Regions from separate parts of the Zea mays genome. Here all the other regions are linked to region 3. Evidence: chromatin contacts called from public Hi-C data. All regions are on one chromosome and are shown on one strand. Each heading gives the region's core, a stretch centred on a gene start, on an enhancer-like site or on the middle of the called end of the contact. The rest is flanking DNA. Distances are from core to core; before and after follow the strand shown.

Region 1 (4,358 bases), core at 1,182-3,681, 280 kb before region 3:
GTCTAGAGCTATAGAAATAGTCTCAACTTTCTAGAGATGTTTCTAACTTCCACACATCTCAAATAGTTGATTGGGATCGCATATATAACTCCGAAGTACAAAACTAGTCATTGAAAGCAGCATAGAAATTATGTGTACTCATCAATCACTTTTATGATCCCACCGAACACGCCTGGTGTGTCCATATCAGCTAGATGTTGAAATTTACCATTGCCGACCGTCGAACTCCAGGTATCCGGTGCAATGGCCGATATGGCACCGAACTCCAGGTATCCGGTGCAATGACCTATCCGGTGCAATGACCGATATGGCACCGGACACATGTTCCGCGAGGTATCCGGTGTTACACCGGACATGTTTAATGCCTTATAAACCTCTTCAAGTGGTTATGTTGATCATTAAACACCAGAACTCAATAATCAAATAAATCATAGTCCATTTTCCTTACAGACATCGCTCCCCAAGCTAATTTGACAAAGTCAGGGATTGAACTGACAACATTAATGTTGGAATGTACATGGTGTAGAATTCGTTTCAAATAAACAAACATACTATATAACTGAAACCATACTGCCTTTATGTTATCATTTAGAAGTGCCGTTAAGAAAAATATACTGTTATGGTACAAAAATTGTATGACATATCGAAATCACATTGAAGGTCTTGATCACTTTGTTATCAAAATCTAGCCTCAAAACATCCCTCCTACTACATGTATTCGCCAAGATATTCCCCCTCCTCCGGTGCCCCTGCAAATTTCTGCTAATCTAAGCTCTATTCACACGAATGAGTTGTCCTTCCAATTCCTGACACCACATTTAATTGTAGAACAATATAAAACATTAGCGACAGGTTATGTTCCAAAGTTTGATATCAAAAGCATGCCAACTTTCAAGGCTTCAGAAATCTTTTGAATAGCAAATATAGGAGATTATGGTCTTGATGTGTGCTGAAGTACGGTTGAAGAACGGGCAATGTTATTAATATCAGCAAATAAGTTTCTGTGGGAATGATATGTCAGAACAATATGGCACCAGTTGACGTAGTTGAGATGATGTAATTCTAACTCATCTGTACAATTAACAGTCAATATGTTAATTCCATATTTCCATCTATTTGACACCTAAATGATAACATAGAAGATTGTAGCACAACGTTTTTCTTTTGTTTGGCAATAGCCAAATGGTGACTACTATTTTATGAGGTTGGAAAGAAATGGCAGAAATGCATAAAATTTGCAAGAGAAGCTTACCGCGTTATTGAAAGTAGCAACAGCAGCTTCAACTTCTTCCTCAGAAGAGAATGTGACAAAGCCATACCCCTTTGACTTGGAGGTCCCCGGAATGTGGGAGACTGTTGCACTGAGGATATTCCCCTTTTCGGAGAAGAAGTTTTTAAGAACTTCGGTTGTTACAGTCTTCGCAAGATTACCAACATAAACCTTGTACTGACTATCTACAAACAGAGCCTCTGGTTCTGGTGCTGATCGGTCAATGTTCGGTAAGAAGCTCTCTGTGACGTTCACTTTAATTTTTCTATCACCAACCTCCTGGCACGAAAAAAAGCAGAAATATGAGTGATATCATGGCTGCATTCCACTTAAAGTTCACAAATATGGCCTGGAGCAGAATTACAATATTGGATGCTTACAGTCCCATTGAGAGCCTCAACTGCAGCATTGGCCTCTTCCGCTGTGCTCATCGTGACAAACCCAAACCGCCGGCTGCGATTCGTATACTTGTCGTACATAACCTGCAGGAAGTAATTGAGCATTTCAGCTTTTGGACACCTAAAGTTATTTTCGAGCATCAAAACATAGCCTTGTCAGCAATTCGACGGAACCAGTACGAGCAACTAAGGCCGGCCTCTCGTTTGATTGCACTAGAGCTAATAGTTAGGTGGCCCTAAATCACACACACGGGTAACCATTTCCGCGACACCAGTAATTATTGAGCAATAGTTAAATTAGATTGAATTTGGGGAAGAACAGAGTGGGAAAGGCAAGAACCAAAAAAGACCGAGAAGTGAGACACTGCAGAAGGAATGTGTTGCGTTACCTCGGCCCGCTCGACGGTGCCGTGCGCAGCGAACATGTCGCGGAGCTCGTCGTTTGTAACGGTCCTGGGGATATTCCCCACGTAGAGCTTCCGCGCCGCCACCGCCTCTGGCGCCTCGAGCACCGCCGAGGAGGCGGACACCCGCAGCGCCGAGCCCCGGCGCGACACCTGAGGCGCGGCGGCGGGCCGGAAGGAGATGCGGATAGGGGTGCACACGGAGACGGAGACGCAGGCAGGGCCCAGGCAGCGGCGGTGGAGGGTCGGAGGAGTTACTAGAGAGGAAATGGCGGTCGCCATTGGAGGGGAGAGGATAGGAGCGAGAGGGGAGGAGCCGAAGGAAGAGAGCGTTATCCGTTGTTGCGAGTGGGTTTGGTGTTTTGGAGGGGAAGGCCATGTTCGCAGATCAACCAGCTCAACATCCAGGTCCGCGGAAAACATATCTAGATTTACTCATTTAGGCCCGGTTTGACTCACGGCTAACTGTGCCACATTTTACCTAAGGTTAGTCGTCCGAATTAAAGAACTAACAAGTTAGGTAAAAATGTGGCTATTTTACCTAAGGTTAGTCGTCCGAATTAAAGAACTAACAAGTTAGGTAAAAATGTGGCAAATTAGATAGTAAACCAAATAGGCCCTTACTCTTCAATAAAATATTTTAGCTTCCTGTTCGGTTAATCACATTCCATATGTATTAGATAGATTTAAAAGAATTTAGAAAAAATTGACTCATTGGGATTTAAATGTACTCAGGGTTTGTTCGATTATTTCTGTTTTATATAGATCGAAGGAGATTGGGTCAGATTAAGATTGATTTTACTTATTATGTATTTAAATTGACTGCATCTAATCCACTTAGATTCAAGTCAAAACCAAGAAGTCCTCAATCTTTTACAATCCACATGGTTGAGATTAAAACGATCAGTACCTAAATCTGCTCTCTAAAGAGTGGATCTGCTCCATATTTAAATATTTGGCGAAACGCTTTAGTGGCTATTCCAGTAAATTTAATTGAGTTTGAAAAAATTGTCAACCGCCACTCGTTACGCACACTAGATTAGGTGGCGCCTCTTCGGGTGCTCTATCTAGCACAAGGGAAAAATATAGTTGACAATTATCCACATTATATTAAAATTCAGTAGATGATAATCCGGACGAGTAGGAGGGAGCCCGATCTTTCGATGAGAGATGATGAAGATTGGGAAAAAAAATATTGGAAGCCGATGTTGGCTGCTCGACTATCACAACCAAGATAGTGTGGTACCTTGAGCGACAGATATACCATCTCTTGATAACTATGAATGGGGTGGAGGTCGACGTTGTGCTATCTAACTACAACAACCACAAGGGTGATGCGCATTAGCGATAGTTACACTGGCTCCATTTGTTGCTGCTCTTGTCGTGCCAAGAACAGCCTTGAACTTGCAAACAATTGAGAACAAGCAAGGATAAGATAACAAGCAGACACTCACAGATCTAATAAAGTTGGGGTCCTATTTCAAGTATCCGGATGGTCTAGACTACACACGCGTTTACAAGGAAGTAGCTAAGGTTAATCTTACATCAAGCAAAACCCAAGTTCTTTGGTGGCTGCTAGTTGCTTAAATAGAGGTGTAGAAAGAAGAAATTCTGGTGGTTCTCTCGACCGTTCCTAGATGCCTTAGGTGTGATCTCACATTGATTCTTGATCCACTAGAAAGTAGACGAAGAGACCTTTCCAACAAGTGTTTATTTGCATTAAACAATCTTGAGAGTTGAAACATATGCCTCATTTAAACTTGTACTTGCTCTAGTTATGAAATCCCCTTGGGTTGGTGGAGTCATGAAGTTCTCTTGGTCGTTTCTAGACGCTTTCGTTGGGATCTCTCATTGATTCTTTATCCATGATAAGGTAGATGAAGAGAGCTTTCCAACAAGTACTTATTTGCATTAAACCACCTTGGGAGATGAAAGATATGCTCTATTTAATCTGGTGCTTGATGCATTTATAAAATCCACTCAGGTACAACAGCTTTTATTGTCTTGTTGCCTTCTCCACTTCAAGATGGTTCACAAAGTGACCACAAAACTTTAGTACCATATTTAGAGGGAAATTAGTTTCAATAGCAAGGAACAAGTTCACCTAATAATTAAGTTCATGTGCACAGGTGAGGGTCCTTTCTTAGTCATGACTTGTGAAGGGTTGTCTCTTTGGTTGTATCAATGGAAGCGATGTCCACATCATCCTCCCCTTCTTATAGTAGAGTAATCCTTGACTCTACCGTCTACTCCTCACCCAAGTTTGGCTTCAAATCTGATGTCGTG
Region 2 (4,410 bases), core at 541-3,040, 330 kb before region 3:
CTCCTCATTCTCTTATTGGACAATATCTCTCTCTGGTTGACAGGGAGCATGGAGGGTTCTAACTTGAAAGGTTTGGTAGATGATGAAATTGTCGTGAAGACAGGCAAAGCTGCAGGCATCGGTTTAGCTTTTGGCAGTGTGTATGGTGCACTACATTCTATGTTGTTTGATGGACCTCAGGTTGGCAATAATGTCAAGTATCCCCAGCTGATCAGAACTACCAAGGTGTGTGGGCATTATGCCGCAAGCTTAGCGGTTTTTGGAGCTACATTTGTAGGTGTCGAGCAGGCTCTTGCAAGGTACAGGATGAAGAAGGACATCATTAATGGTGCTGTTGCAGGTTTTGCTGCTGGTGCTTCTCTGGGTTTCAGTGGTAAGAGACATATTTATCTTGCTCCAGTGTTATTTCTAACTTAAAGCTATAGTAAAAATAAACTCTTGGGATATGTCGGTTACCTGTATTTGTGTGAATTGTCATCGATGACATTTTACTTGAAATTTCTCTATTAATGTCGACCACTTGTTCACACAATTTTCTTTGGTGTTGGGGCCATCATGCTTTGGAAATTTCTTATGCAGCATAGTAGAAATTATCTTCGTGCTATATGTGAACTTCATTTCTCAATTAATAGATAGAATTGCACTGGTGAGAAATGCGATGCCATAAAGGGTGCTTTGGAATTAGATTTGCTGTATGCATTTTTTTTGATAGGAGATTCTTGTCTGTTATCATAAGGTCTAGGATGCTAATTCTACCAGAGGAAAAAAATCAACATGAAGCATTCGACGATGCTTTACTGCAAATTTACATTTGACATAGTTACACCCATTGTTGCATGTTAGATATCATGGGAAGGCGTCTATTTATTGATTTCCTACTCATGTTACTCTTCCACTTCTACTGATGATCCTCATGTGTTGTCCCATGTGTTCATTACACAATTATTACCTTGTTCGATGAAGTAATATACTAATTTGTCAATGAGGCCTTGCTGTTTGTGCAGCTGGAAGCTTCCGGGCAGCATTCTTTTCAGGCTCTGCAGTCGCTTTGACATCTGTAGTGCTGGATGTCACCGGAACGAAAACTACTGATGAAGAAGAAAAAGGCCAGCACTAGCCACCCTGAGATATGGAAGAGTACTATCTGTTTCAGAGGAGTTTCATCTCTAAAGAAATGCTAGTAGAGTAGTAGTATAGGCGGCAGTGAGGATTTCTTAACCATCGATACTAGCACACAAACGTACTACTCCCTCCGTTTTTTATTTATTTATCGTGTTTTAGTTTAAAGTGGGCGACAAATATTCGAGAATGGAGGTAGTATGTTCATAATAGAGGTAGTAGGTTGTATACTTCGCTGGGGTCATGGTCTGAGGTAGTTGGTTGTTTCTTCCTGACGTATGCTCTATGCTTAAGAATGTATATCCCTTCTGTGCAGAGGGTTCATGCTCTTCTATGGTTTATATATATATATGTGTGTGTTTTCATTCATGCTGAAAAACAAAGTTGATCATGTCCTAAAAATAATTTGTCAAGAATTTTTCTCTCATCATTCATGCTGAAAAACAAAGTTAATCATTTCCTAAAAATACTTTGCCAAGAGTTTTGTAGCCTAACAAGATCTGGCTAAACCTCACGATGCTGGTGGTCTGCCCAGCACAAATGGCCAAAAGACAGTGGATCTGGCTAAACCTCCCGTGGATCCAGCGTGGCGTGATTCCATTGGCTCCCTGGATATCCCTCCTCCCTCTCGCGCTTGCAGCAAAATCCAATGCTTCGCTCTCGCTTCTGCAGATTGCTCGCTCCCCAAAACCTTCACAAAAAAAGCCACCCAAAAAAATCCGTTTCATAACTGAAAAAATCAAATAGAAAAATCAAGTGAAGCCGGTAAAGAAAAAAATGGCAGTGGTTGGCCTATCCAGTGCTTTCGCTCCTCTCAGGTGAACAAAGATTTCATTTCATCCCTGAGTGTAAGATTTTCTGCTGAAACCTGACGCCAATAGAATCTGTGTGCATGTGTTCAGAGGTTCTTGGATAGCCGTAAGGATCAGGCAGGGTGGCCAACGTGCAGGGATCAGCTTGTGTCCATCTCCAAGGAGCAGGAGGAGCTGCGCGGCAGTGGTTCGGGCGGAGGTGAGCTTCGTGGACGCCGACGAGGCGAAGAGGCTCGTGGGCGAGGAGGGCTACACGGTGCTGGACATCAGGGACAGGGCGCAGCGCGAGAGGGCACACATCAAGTCCTCCACACACGTGCCTCTCTTCATTGAGAACCAAGACAACGACATTGGTAGCAAACAACTATCGCCCGTGCATTGAGAAAGGCTATGCTTTTCTTCCACTTTGAGTTGAGTTCAGACCCTGTGTGCTGTGTTTAATTTTGATTTCTTCTTATTACTAAGGGACCATCGTGAAGCGCCAGCTGCACAACAACTTCGCGGGGCTCTTCTTCGGGCTGCCCTTCACCAAGCTCAACCCGGACTTCGCCCTGACAGTCAAGGACAAGTTCTCGCCGGAAAGCAAGCTGCTGGTTGTCTGCCAGGAAGGTCTCAGGTTTGTGGCTGAGCAAATCTCTCATCAAATCCCTTTGTCAGGACATGCTATTTGGATGGGAAAGTCAAGTACTCCCTATGATTGTAGAAACAAGTTGCCTCCACGGTTTTATGGGCCTCTTTGGGATTGGGAGGGATGCTGCTACAGTGTCCAAAGGAATCGAAGCCTGTTTTTCTGGTTTCTAGTTCATTTTGAGAAGATAGAAAAACAACTCACTGCTACATTGCACAGTATTTTCTAGAAGAAAAAAAGAGACCTGTTTTGAGAAGATAAACTCTCCAAACAAGACCAATATGTTCTCAATATATATAGTTATCTACGTATTGATGGCCCAAATTAAAATGTTCACCCAAAATGAATCCTAGAATGTCTTATCCATGCAATCACACACACACACAGAGAGAGAGAGAGAGAGAGAGAAGGCATTCTAGGACATTCTAGAATGTCGTACTCATCTGCTGTGCCTTTGGTCTGCTGAAGGTCAGCAGCTGCTGCAGATGCACTGGAGAAAGAAGGCTTCCAAAATATTGCATGCATCACATCAGGTCTTCAAACAGTGAAGCCAGGTACCACACTAATAAGCTTCATAGAATTTGTTGCTCCAAAGTGTCTTGGAGTTTAAGCTGTAACATATAGCTCAAAGTAACTTTACAGGAACGTTTGAATCTGTGGGGAAAAGTGAGCTGCAGAACGCGGGGAAAGCTGGCCTTGTGACCATCCAAGGGAAGATTTCTGTAGTCCTTGGGACTGTATTGATTAGTAAGATTATTGGATTACCCTCTTTCAGAGATAATCAAATGTACCAGCTCATCACCCTATCTTATGGGCGCTCATGTGCAGGTGCCTACCTGTTTATAACATTCTTCCCAGACCAGGCTGAGAAGCTTTTTGACTTGGCTGGCATCAGCTTGTGATCAGAGCTGATGTTCTTCGGTACTCCACTTCATAATCAGGTCATCATTTGCATCTGTTCGCTGAAATTATGTCAGAATTATGTTTATCCAGAGATCCCTGTCCTCTCCAAAATAGAAACGTTACAATTATTTGATGTCGATACGAGTTACATCTTGATTCTGAGGTTCCTTCATGTATTTCAATTCTACTTTGGAGTTTTCTAATGAATTTGACATGACTGCTCAAGTTAATGCTAGAATGCCTCTAACAATTCATTTGACATGCAAAAGTGCAAATGCCCTTGCTTTATTGTAATAACATCATAAACTCCCTTCTTCATAGGTAGTAAGACCAAAAAATGCTTTTAGATGCTAACTAGGGAAAAATACTATTTGATACTCATAAACTTGTAATAGTACCAAAAACAATGTGTTCTGTGGCAAGCCACAAAACTAGTTCAGGTTTTGATTTTCACCCAAGGAGCTAAGGTACTATTCTTTTACAAATAAGATGATAATCATTGCAGAATCTGGGTAAATGCTCAATATGAACTAATTGTATATAATTTCCATTTCCTGTAGGATGGTTGATCAAGTCAGATTCACTCAGATGTTTCCAGACTGAAAAGGAATTTTTGCTCTGTGTACTATTAGGGAATTCTTGAGAGATTAGCACTTAAATTCTTTGAAACATCCCTTTTCTCGATGTACCTCCTATATATATCGTATGCTTGATTCATCTACATGTTTGTGTTGCTTTTTGAAGTATCTAGACCTGCAGTTATGATTCAGGATTTCAAATAGAAGCTTTTTATCCATCTAATCATGCTCATCCACTTGAGAACATTGACCCTGAAAGATTATGTAGACCTTGATACCAATTGCAGTTGCAGATGAAATGATTGTCTTGTGTAATGGTGTAATAATAGATCTTGCACTTTTTGGGGTGTGTTAGCGTCAATCTGGGTGC
Region 3 (4,714 bases), core at 884-3,383:
AATATAATTTTGCTAGTTAATCACCGAAAACTTCACAAAACCATATCTCTATACTCGTAACTTCGATTTTAGCCGTTCTCAAGCCTACGATCTCATAGCAACACGTAAAACATTATTACATGGTTTGTGCTCATGTTTGGTGTGATATTAATTTCTCATATAACATGCTTGTTTGTATTGTTGCGAGTAGACGAGCAAGTGACCGAGGAACCCAGAACTCAGCAAGTGGAAAATTCTGAGCAGGAGCTCGCTAAAGGCAAGTTGTGCCCTTGATCACTCTTCTTTATCCAATAATGTTCCTGTTAATCACTATGATATGCTCAGGTTAAATTGATGGGACCCAATAGGTTACCCTAATTTGGTTTACTTTACACCTTGCCTACCACTAAACTTTTAGGTAGTATCTGACTGGCTAGTTTTGTCTTCGTTTTGGCTCGAATTATTAATGTTTCTAATATACTTTGGGTGGAACCTTCCTCTGAAGCTTCTAGTCATCTCCGCATATCTTTGGGCTTCTTCCCTTCTTTGGTGGAAGTCATTATCTGCTCTGATATATTCATCCATCTTCTAGATAAGCTTCTCCAAGGATTGAAGAGGTTTTTGGCGAAATAATGAGCAGCTAGTCCTGAACGAAGCCCCTTGGTCATCACTTCGATGACAATCTCATTTGGGATTATGGGTGCTTGGGCTCAAAGCCAAAGGAACCTTCGGAAAAAAGCTTAGAGATATTCATCATGGTCTTGAGTGTACTGGAACAAGGCCTGAGCAGTAATTGGCTTCACCTAAAAGCCTTGAAAGCTTGTGATCATCATATCCTTCAGCTTATGCCATGAGGTCACTATGCCTGGTCGAAGGGAGGAATACCATGTTTGGGCATCACTTCTGACCGCCATGATAAACGTTTGGCCATTACTGTTGTGTTGTCACCATACGAAGATATTATAGCTTCGTAGCTCATCAGAATTTGCTTTGGGTCGGGATGATCATCAAACATGGCAGTTGAGGTGGTTTATACAATGGTGGCCAAGACATAACCTATAGCTCTACAGCCAAGGGAGAAGCATCATCATATAGGAAATCATCATAGTTGTAGGATTTGTGTTGAAGGTCATCATGATTGTGACCCTCGTGCCGAAGGTCCCTCTGGTGATATTGGTGCTCTTGTTGATCAGCGTGCTGCAATATTGCGCATTTGCTCGGATACTTCATCGATCTGTTTCTGGAGTTTAGAAAGCCAAAACATTTTCTCCTAACGTTTTTCAACTTGCTGATGGATCTCCTGATCAAGCTCGTCGTCTTGTGGTGTGGGGTCAACGACCTTTCTCTTCTGGTTTCATGCTTCTCGAAGAAGTGCATCTTCTCCTTAGTTGGGATCCAGGGGAGTGAGGACAACACTAGTTGTTGTTTTCTTTGGAGGTATGATGAAGCTTCTTGTGATAGTCGTGAGTTTATCGGAGGTGGGCGTCAATGTTGGTCACTCGTTTTTTATCCCTTCGGAGTATAAAATAATAAGAGAACACGATTAAATCAAGCTTCATCTTCATCCTTTAGTTCTTCCTTCTTGGAGAGAATATTGATTAAAGGATGAAGATGTAGAAAATAAGTGAAAAAGATGTAAAGAACATTTAAGATAAATTGTGCATAAGGCAAAGATATGGCATATGATTCAACCTTATAAGACATTACTTTCTTCCCATTCTTTATTATTCGATAAAAGGTTATAAGTATACTTTCGACTTCGCAAAGTTACAATAAAAAGAAGGGAATATAGCTTCAAAGACAAAGCAATCTGTTTACTCCGTTCAAGAAATTGTGTCCAATATATGACACTATTCCTCTATTTATATGCGTGGGGTACAGTTCCGACAAAAAATATATTTATGCCCTTAACCTTATACATTTGGACTAATGAATAAACTAAGGGTATTACTGTCCTTTCTTCTTGCTGTCTTGTTAAGCAAGCCTCGAAGATTTTTATAGCTTCGTCTTACTTCGTCAACCACGCATACACATTGTTGATTTAAAGCTGGTGTCTTCATACTTGCGTCCATAACAGTTCTAGCCGAAGGTGATCTTTGGTGTTCGGCCGGTAACACTTGAAATAGACTAGAAAATAAGGGTTAAGTTATTGTTTTGAGGACTTTGGAAAGAAGATAGTTCTAACCTAGGTTTGGATAATTCGTTTTGCTACGGTATAAAAACCCATAATCCAAAATTTACAAAATGCAAAATCAAAACCGCGACACTGAACACTAAACTTTGGTTCGGCTTTTAATATTTTGGTTTGATTTTTCCATTTTGGTGAAAAAAATTGTCCAGCCCTATCTGCTCGCCCCGGGGCCCGGGCAAACACTCCCAGCCTGCCGCTCCCCACATTCCCGTTCCGCTCACAGCGGAAAAGGAAGCCGGCTAGGGTTTCATCTTCCTTTCCCCTCCTCTCTTTCATCGACGACCGCTGGCCACCCCCTCGATCTCTTGACCCGGAGGCGAGGACGGGGGCCAGCAGCGGCCGCCAGCGCCTGCCCGTCTTGTTATAGGGTGAGTGCCCGATTTTGCTCTCAGTCTCAGATCCAGTCATTTTCCTTCCCATTTATTAGTATTTGGGTAGCCTCGTGGTGGGGTAGAAACCTTGATTAGTTTGGTCCATCGAGAATCCAATTTTCTCGAGTGGGAGCTGACCTTCATTCCCATCCGCGTTTTTACATCTTTCTGTGGAAATCTAGGAACGCCTTGTAGATGCTTGCGTGTAGTGCTGTGTGCCTGTGTTCTTGAAATAAAAGTAGTTGCTTTGTGAGGGCTTTCAGATGTTTGATTTAATTGGAGAAATTGATATGATTTGTAAGGTTGTGAGTGTTTTCTTCTTTCGGACGTGCTGTCTTCTTTCTTGCAGGAGCGTTCGCCATGTCTGAAATGGAGTCTGTCGCGGCTCTTATGGACTCGACAAGCTCCAAGATACAACAGCTTCAGGAGGCATTCGCTGAGCTTGAGAGCCAGAGCGCTTTCTGCATGAACTTCAAGTGGAAGCAGCTTGAAGACCACTTTCGTGGTCTTGAACAATCCCTCAAGAAAAAGTTTGACGAGCTAAAAGAGCAGGAGAAGGAGTTCCAGGAGACTGTCGCAAAATCAGAGCAGATGCTGGAGCAGCGGGAGGCAGCTGTTGTGGCCAAGGAACTGACCTCTTTGGAGAGGTTGCAGGAGAAGAGGGAAGCTGCATTAGCTATGATCTTTAGCAAGTCCAGGCTTTCCTTACCTGTTCCTTCCATCAACCCAATGAACAAGGCACTGGATAATCTTGGTGTCAAGTGGCCTAAACCGGCTTCTGAGGAGAGTGTGCACTTGCAAGTTGATAATGCTGCAGTGAGGCCTCGTTCTGAGCTTGTTGCACTCTGTGAGGAAATGAATGTGAACGGGCTTCATAAGTTCATATCCGACAACAGGAAGAACTTGGCAGCCATCCGCGAGGAAATTCCTAGTGCACTGAAGAAAACATCTCATCCTTATGGCCTGGTGTTGGATTCCCTGGAAGACTTTTATTCTGGAGATAATCTTGTATTAGATGGAAAAAAGGATGGTGACCTTCTGGGTGTTAGAAGGACATGTTTGATGTTGATGGAGTCACTTGGACAACTGCACTCTAATGATATAACTTGTTCTTCTTTGGAGAGGCACATGCTTACAACTAATATCATAGAGCGAGCAAAGACGATTGCATTTAAGTGGAAGTCCAAGTTAGATAATCTTGACATTGATGCTAGCAATGGGAACTGTCTTGAAGCTCATGCGTTTCTTCAACTCCTGGCAACCTTTGGTATTTCTGCTGAATTCAATGAAGATGACTTGTGCAAATTGCTTCCATATGTCAGTCGTCGTCGTCAGACACCTGAACTTTGTCGATTGCTTGGGTTGTCGCAGAAAATGCCAGGTCAGTGCTGTGGTGGACTAATGGTTTATCTATCTCAAACAACATTGAACATCTGTGAAAAACCTGTATTCTTTCAGCTTATTAAAATGCTTGACAAATATTCATAGGACATGTTTTTGCACTTATGTTACTTTGGTGGCTGTCAATTTCTATGTAGTTTTTACTTTCTTGTTTGCTTGTTAGTGGATGTTGTGAATAGTTGTTAGAAGGAAGGGGGCAAGATCCCCCCGCTTCCCCACAAAAAAAGTGCATTACAATTCACGTATTTTCAATATAGGAAATATAATTTCACTTCTGCCTGCTAAACTTAGTTAACGATGCTAGTCTTTTCAACAACAACAACAAAGCCTTTTTGTCCCAAGCAAGTTGGGGTAGGCTAGAGTTAAAACACAACAAAAACCACAAGTCAAGGTTTAGGCACATGTGTTGGAGAATGGAATGGTTTGATTGTATTGCATAGAGGTGGTGGTTACATATAGACACAGAACCCTAACCCTAATGAGTCGATAGCTCAACAGTGGTGCCCCCCACAGTCTTGTAAGTAGAGGGATTCTAACTCTCATCAAGAGGATGACACTATGAGTTGGGGCAATTTTCTGTTTATTTCCTCAAACACTACACAATGCCATACCCTTAGAGGGGTTGGGGACACATATTTATAGCCCTAGGGGCTGCACTACCACACCTTCTCACACACACTACACAACAGGATTGTCCTCTAGATGCTAAAGAGACTACAGAGGACAGTCAAAAAGCGACTGCTGTCCTCTAGATGCTAAAGCGACTACAGAG

The links. A called contact is a pair of places that touch in the nucleus more often than the background predicts.
Region 1: a Hi-C map of leaf shows a contact between it and region 3, with 5 times the contacts expected there. The contact joins the promoter of LOC100282980 here to the promoter of LOC103632462 in region 3. A contact is called at or near these places in 4 of 25 Hi-C or Micro-C datasets (ear, endosperm, leaf and 1 more).
Region 2: a contact with region 3 is called in a Hi-C map of leaf, with 6 times the contacts expected there. The contact joins the promoter of LOC100280883 here to the promoter of LOC103632462 in region 3. A contact is called at or near these places in 4 of 25 Hi-C or Micro-C datasets (ear, leaf and tassel).

The regions. Positions count from the first base shown.
Region 1 is chr7:75,265,924-75,270,281 of Zm-B73-REFERENCE-NAM-5.0, reverse strand. LOC100282980 reads right to left here and starts at 2,431. Exons shown (of 4, transcript NM_001377969.1): 1 at 2,058-2,431; 2 at 1,651-1,752; 3 at 1,253-1,549; 4 at 561-806. The coding sequence starts at 2,354. The coding sequence ends at 768.
Region 2 is chr7:75,319,078-75,323,487 of Zm-B73-REFERENCE-NAM-5.0, reverse strand. LOC100280883 reads left to right here and starts at 1,790. Exons shown (of 7, transcript NM_001153803.1): 1 at 1,790-1,937; 2 at 2,022-2,284; 3 at 2,397-2,547; 4 at 3,028-3,113; 5 at 3,202-3,306; 6 at 3,388-3,500; 7 at 4,023-4,208. The coding sequence starts at 1,897. The coding sequence ends at 3,461.
Region 3 is chr7:74,989,996-74,994,709 of Zm-B73-REFERENCE-NAM-5.0, reverse strand. LOC103632462 (FRIGIDA-like protein 3) reads left to right here and starts at 2,133. Exons shown (of 4, transcript XM_008654272.4): 1 at 2,133-2,538; 2 at 2,891-3,922. The coding sequence starts at 2,902.